Linked DNA regions of Zea mays: region 1 is linked to region 2. The links are chromatin contacts, called in public Hi-C maps. All regions are on one chromosome and are shown on one strand. The core of a region is the stretch at or near the end of the contact, and the rest is flanking DNA. Distances in the headings are between cores, read along the strand shown.

Region 1 (2,780 bases), core at 74-2,573, 230 kb before region 2:
AGAAAATAAACTAATTTCTCTTGTGAAAATAGAAATCTCTTAGGGCTAGTTTGGTAACCCCATTTTTTTAAGGGATTTTCATTTTTCGAGGAAAATTAGTTCAATTTACATTGGTAAAATAGAAATCCTTTGAAAAAATAGAGTTCCCAAACTAGCTCTTAGAGAAATAGAGTTCAAGAACTAGCCTTAGGGTGTGTTTGGTCGCGGAGTGGAGAAAATGGAATATCCCGAAACTTCCATATGAAAATTTATCATAAATAGTTGGAATTCTCTCACTCCAAAAAAATTGAATGCGAGTGCTCTTATCCCTCTACTACTCTCTACACTCATATGGATCTCCAATCAAACAGAGAACGGAGCGGCTTCACTCTATTATACTCTTCAACCAAACAAAAATGGAGCAACTCTGTTCTGTTTGCCAAATGCGAAATAGAACGACACTATTTTAGAAAAACTGGAATGGAATTGCTCCATTCTAGTTGACTCTCTAATCAAGCGCATCCTTAAAGAGGATTTAGGGTCTGTTTGGTTCGTGGTTACCTACGCTACACTTTAACTAAGGTTAGTCGTTCGAATTAAAAAGCTAGGGCCTGTTTGGTTCGATGCCTAACTTGTCATACTTTGCCTAACTTTTCTGTCTAAGGTTAGTTTTCAATTCGAACGACTAACATTAGGCTAAGTGTGACACATTTAGTCACAAACTAAACAACCCTAATCTTAAACAGAAAAGTTAGGTAAAGTGTGGCAAATTAGATAGTGAACCAAACAAAGTCTTTAATTCTATCTTATCTCTTTTCATCCACCTTAACTGAATAAGACCTAAATGAGAGATTCAACGATGATCAGTATCCTACGGTCCTACCCCATAAGGAAACGATACAAAACACACTCCGTAGTTAAGCTTAAGCATATCCACAGGATTAAATCCTAGACAAAAATGAGCCAAGCAGATCCTACGAGCTCCGGCCTACGGCTGCCGCGCGACCCCGCCAGCTTCCCCCAAATCGCCGGGCATCTCGGCACCGTTGCCCGACGCCCTGCCCGTCCTCCCCCGTGGGAGCAGGGCAGCAGGCAGCCACTCGACCGCGATCACCGTGCCACGTCGGCGCCGCGTCCTCCCCACCCTCCACCAACCCCACGTGCAACACAGCTGCACCTGCACACCCGCTCTAGCTGTTTGCTTCGACCCACCAAAATCCCGCACCCCCAGGAACGAAGCTGCCGGGCAACCACCTTCATCCACGCGAGGGCCCCCTTGACCCACCAATCCACCATTGCTCGCTATAAGACTCCGTGGTGCCGCACGGCTCCGCCGCCGGCGAGGCCTCATCTCGGTTTACTATAAGAGTATAAGTACGTCTCCGCAACAAGCTAATCTTTTTTTTGCCCCCTCCTTCCACGTCCCCACCCTGCCGTCGTCGCTACTCGCATAGAGATTCGCGCGGCCGTGTCTTGCTCGCGCCTGCCCCCTTCCTTCCTTGTCGTGCCAGCGCCCAGATCTCTCGCTCGCCGGCGCTCGGGCCAGATCTGGGTGGGGGCTCGGAGGCGGAGCCGGGCGCAGGTTTGGTTTGACCCAAGGGGCGAGGAGGAGAGGGAAGAAGACCCCGGACGCCATGGAGCTGGCGGTTGGCGGCGGGATGCGGCGGTCGGCGTCGCACACCTCGCTGTCGGAGTCGGATGACTTTGAGCTCACGCGGCTGCTCAGTAAGCCGCGGATCAACGTCGAGCGCCAGCGCTCCTTCGACGACCACTCTCTCAGCGACGTCTCGCACTCCGGCGGATACGGCAGGGGTGGCTTCGACGGCATGTACTCGCCTGGGGGCGGCCTGCGCTCCCTCGTCGGCACGCCGGCCTCCTCCGCGCTGCACTCCTTCGAGCCCCACCCTATCGTCGGCGACGCCTGGGAGGCGCTCCGCCGCTCCCTCGTCTTCTTTCGCGGCCAGCCCCTTGGCACCGTTGCCGCCGTCGACCACGCGTCCGAGGAAGTCCTCAACTACGACCAAGTGGGCTGTCACTCCATTTTATAGCTCCCTCTTGTGAAAAATTGATTATTACTTGTAATAGACATTCATATCGCTTAGAAAATGGTATAAATGTATATTCGACACATTCATATCGCTTAGAAAGTATCAGTTAAAAAAAGTCATTTAGGTAGTATTGTAAGTCTCTTATGCTCTTTTATGTCTAAATTTTAACTGACAGGCGTTTGAAGTATTTATATTGTAATTTATGCCTTCGAATTTAAAATTTAGGAGTATCTTGTTATCCAGTGCATGTATATCAAATTACATTGTAATTCTACAACTGTTACTACCAAATTGAAAAATGGTTCTATCGAATTGTATAATCATTTTTGGTGGCATACCCTTAGATAAAAATCTTAGATCCACCACTGTTGTTGACACAAGTTGAAAATTATTTGATTCCAAGCTTGTCATTCGAAGCTCGTAGGAGTACATATATCTTATTCAGGGTACCTTGGTGGGCAGGTGTTTGTGAGGGATTTCGTGCCGAGTGCACTGGCGTTTCTGATGAATGGCGAGCCAGATATTGTCAAGAACTTCCTTCTCAAGACCCTGCTGCTGCAGGGCTGGGAGAAGAAAGTCGACCGGTTCAAGCTTGGGGAGGGAGCCATGCCGGCTAGCTTCAAGGTGATGCATGACGCCAAGAAGGGGGTCGAGACCCTACATGCTGATTTTGGAGAGAGCGCCATTGGGAGGGTTGCACCTGTGGATTCTGGGTTCTGGTGGATTATACTCCTCCGGGCCTACACAAAAAGT
Region 2 (2,933 bases), core at 86-2,585:
TTGATCTCATTTGGACAACTAGAAGCCAACTGCAAAACAAAACTTTTGCATCCCTTTTCTACTAATCTCGAGCACGAGATTATTTTTAAGAGGGGTAGAATTTGTAACACCTCAAGTCATAACTTTGGGATTTAGGAAAAGTCTCCAAGGATTTTAAATTCAAATATCTTCTAACAAGGATTTCCTTACCTCTGAAGTCATCTCTCATAAATTTAAAATATTTTCTAATAAGAAAAATCCATATATGAATTTAGTTATCCCTTTGATAAAGTGATCTATAAAAGATTTTATAGACTAGAAATTATTATCTTAAAATGCATACTTTGGAGTGTATGAATTTCATATTAAAAAACTTAAAGAAGCATAATAAATAAATAAATCAATAAAACTATGGACTTGCATTCATGCTGAGATTTATTTGAATGATTGCATTAGGTTTGAATTTATAATTTGAATAATTAGAGGATAGAAATAAGAAAAGAAATGGAAATAGGAAAATAAAAAAGGGAAAATCGCCTACCACATGGGCCAAATTGCCCTGGTCGGCCCATTTGCCTCCCCCGCGCCAGCCCAATTGCCACCTTCGCGCTGACCGGTGGGTCAGGTGGTCAGCCTCCTTATCCGAGCACGCACGCTTGCGCTCAGTCACTGGTGTGGGGGACCCAGTTGCCAGTTCCTCCCTCCCCCAAACGAGATTTGTTAGCACCGACTGCGTGAACTTCAGGGAAAACAGGCTCGTCGTGATCCCTCCGCCTCCTAATCCGCGAGCTTCGCGAAGATATAAACCCGATATCCCCGTGACCTGAAGCCCGACCGCTATAAGTCATCGCCCTGCTCGATTCACCTCATCTATTGAAACCACTGAGGGCCTCGCCGCTGTGTTGTGTTCATGCGTGGGCATATGCGAGCCACCGCCCATGTTACACGACCATTGTTGCGGTCGGTCTCTTGGTCGGGAGGATTCACGGGGTCCCCTAGGTGGTACCCGAGGCATCTGCAGGTAGGAGGGAGCCTCTTAGTCATTCCAATTTCTCGTCATCTTTCCCCACCACCGCGGAGCCGTCGGGTGGCGTCGCTAGACCTCTACCTTGTTCAATCGCGGGTAAGAGGTTATTACATATATTCACCATCACCTAGGGAACATTGATCGCGGATAGGATTAATGGATGGGGTGATGTTGCACGGAACGGGCATTGTCGGCCATGGCCTCCGCCGTGGGGTTGCCCGCCGCCGCTTGGTCAGCTGGTGGATGAAGATGGTGTGGAGATCGTAGGATCTAGATGAACGATAGAGATTAGAAGGTTGGGGAGGAAAGTTTGTAATCGTTGATTGCGGAAAGGACGCCCCGGATTAGATTCACGTATAACGCTTCGGCTAGATCTGACGCGGGCCGTTTGATCTAGATCGGGCGCTCGAAAATCGATCTGGGCGTTATAAAATCTGATGCGTCAGTGATAGATCTTGCGGCTATCATTATATGCCGGTTTAGTGATTTAATCCTGGCCGCTAGCGGGTGATCAGGCCGTCCATATTCGCTTGTACCCCTTCGGCCAGCCTGTTTTGCGCATGAGCCCTTAGGTTTCTTTCAACTCAACCCGCTGTCATGATGCAATTGTAGAAAATTTAATATATGCCCCTAAAACTTGCAGTTTGGCCCTTGATCTCTTAAAGAATGGCACCCTCAGTCCAAGACTTATAGAATTTGGTAAAATAAATCCAAAAATGGATTTTTAGTATAAAAAATAAGTCTGCAAACCTCGGAAATTCATAACTCCTTTATTTTAGCTCCTTTTTGATCCATTCTAGTTTCATTAATCTCACATTAATATTGTTTATCATCTAGTAACTTTGTAATACCATGAAACATATGATTAAAATCTTGTACCTCCTTTGCTTTATAGTAGACACTTAAACATTCGGAAAATCATAACTTTATGACCGTAACTCCGAATTTAGTGGTTCTCGAACCTAGGATCTAGTTACGACGTGTAGGACATTATTATGCAGTTTGTTCTCATGTTTGGTGTAATGTTATTTTTATGTACTCCTTGTTCGTTTGTATGTATTGCTACGAGTAGCAGCGAGGTTACGAGTCACTTGAAGACCAAGTTGGTACCTGTGGATCTCAAGTCTAAGGCAAGTTGTGCCCTTGATCACTTTTCTCTTTACCCAATAATGTTCCTATTAATCACTGTGACATGCTCAGGTTAATTTAATGAGACCTAATAGGCTTCCCTAGCATTGTTTATCCCACACCTTGCAGACAAAAGAACTATTGGGTAGTTTTGCTATTGCTCTACCTGGTTTTGGGAAATTAATGTTATATTATGATCATGTTCCAGTTATGTTGTTGTTTAATTATTGTTCATGACAAGATCATTGTGTTAATTGGAACATGGAGCTTAACTTGAGATATCCGTGCTACCACAAGGGTGGAATGGGACACCCTTGGCTGACTAATTAGGAAAGCTAGTGGAGGGCTACCTTACCCAAAAGGGGCAAGGGCGGTGGAGGAGCTACATATAGGGAGGTTCTTGGGTCGATCATGCTGCGATGGCTTTTCGGACGAGGGATTCCTACATTGCCCTTCTCAGAAACTGTCGGCGTTTCGAGACAGGGGGGTCCCTAAGCCGACGAGTGAGTGTGCTGCGTGCCCCAGCCCAGATGGGTCGAGCGCGTGGGCGAGCGCGAAGGGGGGAGAGGCGAGGTGGCCGGAGTCGAGTGTGAGAGAGGTGGAAGTCCCGCGGCCTTCGTGTTCGTCCCGCGCCCAGGTCAGGTGCGCTTGCAGTAGGGGGGTTACAAGCGTCCACGCGGGTGAGGGAAGCGAGCGGCCCCAAGAGAGCGCCTGTCCCGTCCTCGGTCCCGCGCGGCCAACCTTTTTTAAGAAGGCCCTGGTCCTCCCTTTTATAGTCGTAAGGAGAGGATCCAGGTGT

The links. Hi-C and Micro-C count contacts between places; a contact is called where the count stands out from the background.
Region 1: a contact with region 2 is called in a Hi-C map of endosperm, with 5 times the contacts expected there. The contact joins the promoter of LOC100191591 here to the enhancer-like site in region 2. A contact is called at or near these places in 4 of 25 Hi-C or Micro-C datasets (ear, endosperm, leaf and 1 more).

Annotation. Positions count from the first base shown.
Region 1 is chr4:119,433,608-119,436,387 of Zm-B73-REFERENCE-NAM-5.0, reverse strand. LOC100191591 reads left to right here and starts at 1,323. Exons shown (of 4, transcript NM_001137021.1): 1 at 1,323-2,003; 2 at 2,490-2,780. The coding sequence starts at 1,614.
Region 2 is chr4:119,201,228-119,204,160 of Zm-B73-REFERENCE-NAM-5.0, reverse strand. No RefSeq gene overlaps it. Among protein-coding and RNA genes, the nearest start is that of LOC100279916, 140 kb to the right of the region's middle. Within about 2 kb of position 1,335, at least 17 of the 20 cell types and tissues checked have an H3K27ac peak or open chromatin away from gene starts, as enhancers often do. A contact at or near this core is called in ear, endosperm, leaf and 1 more, where this site is marked.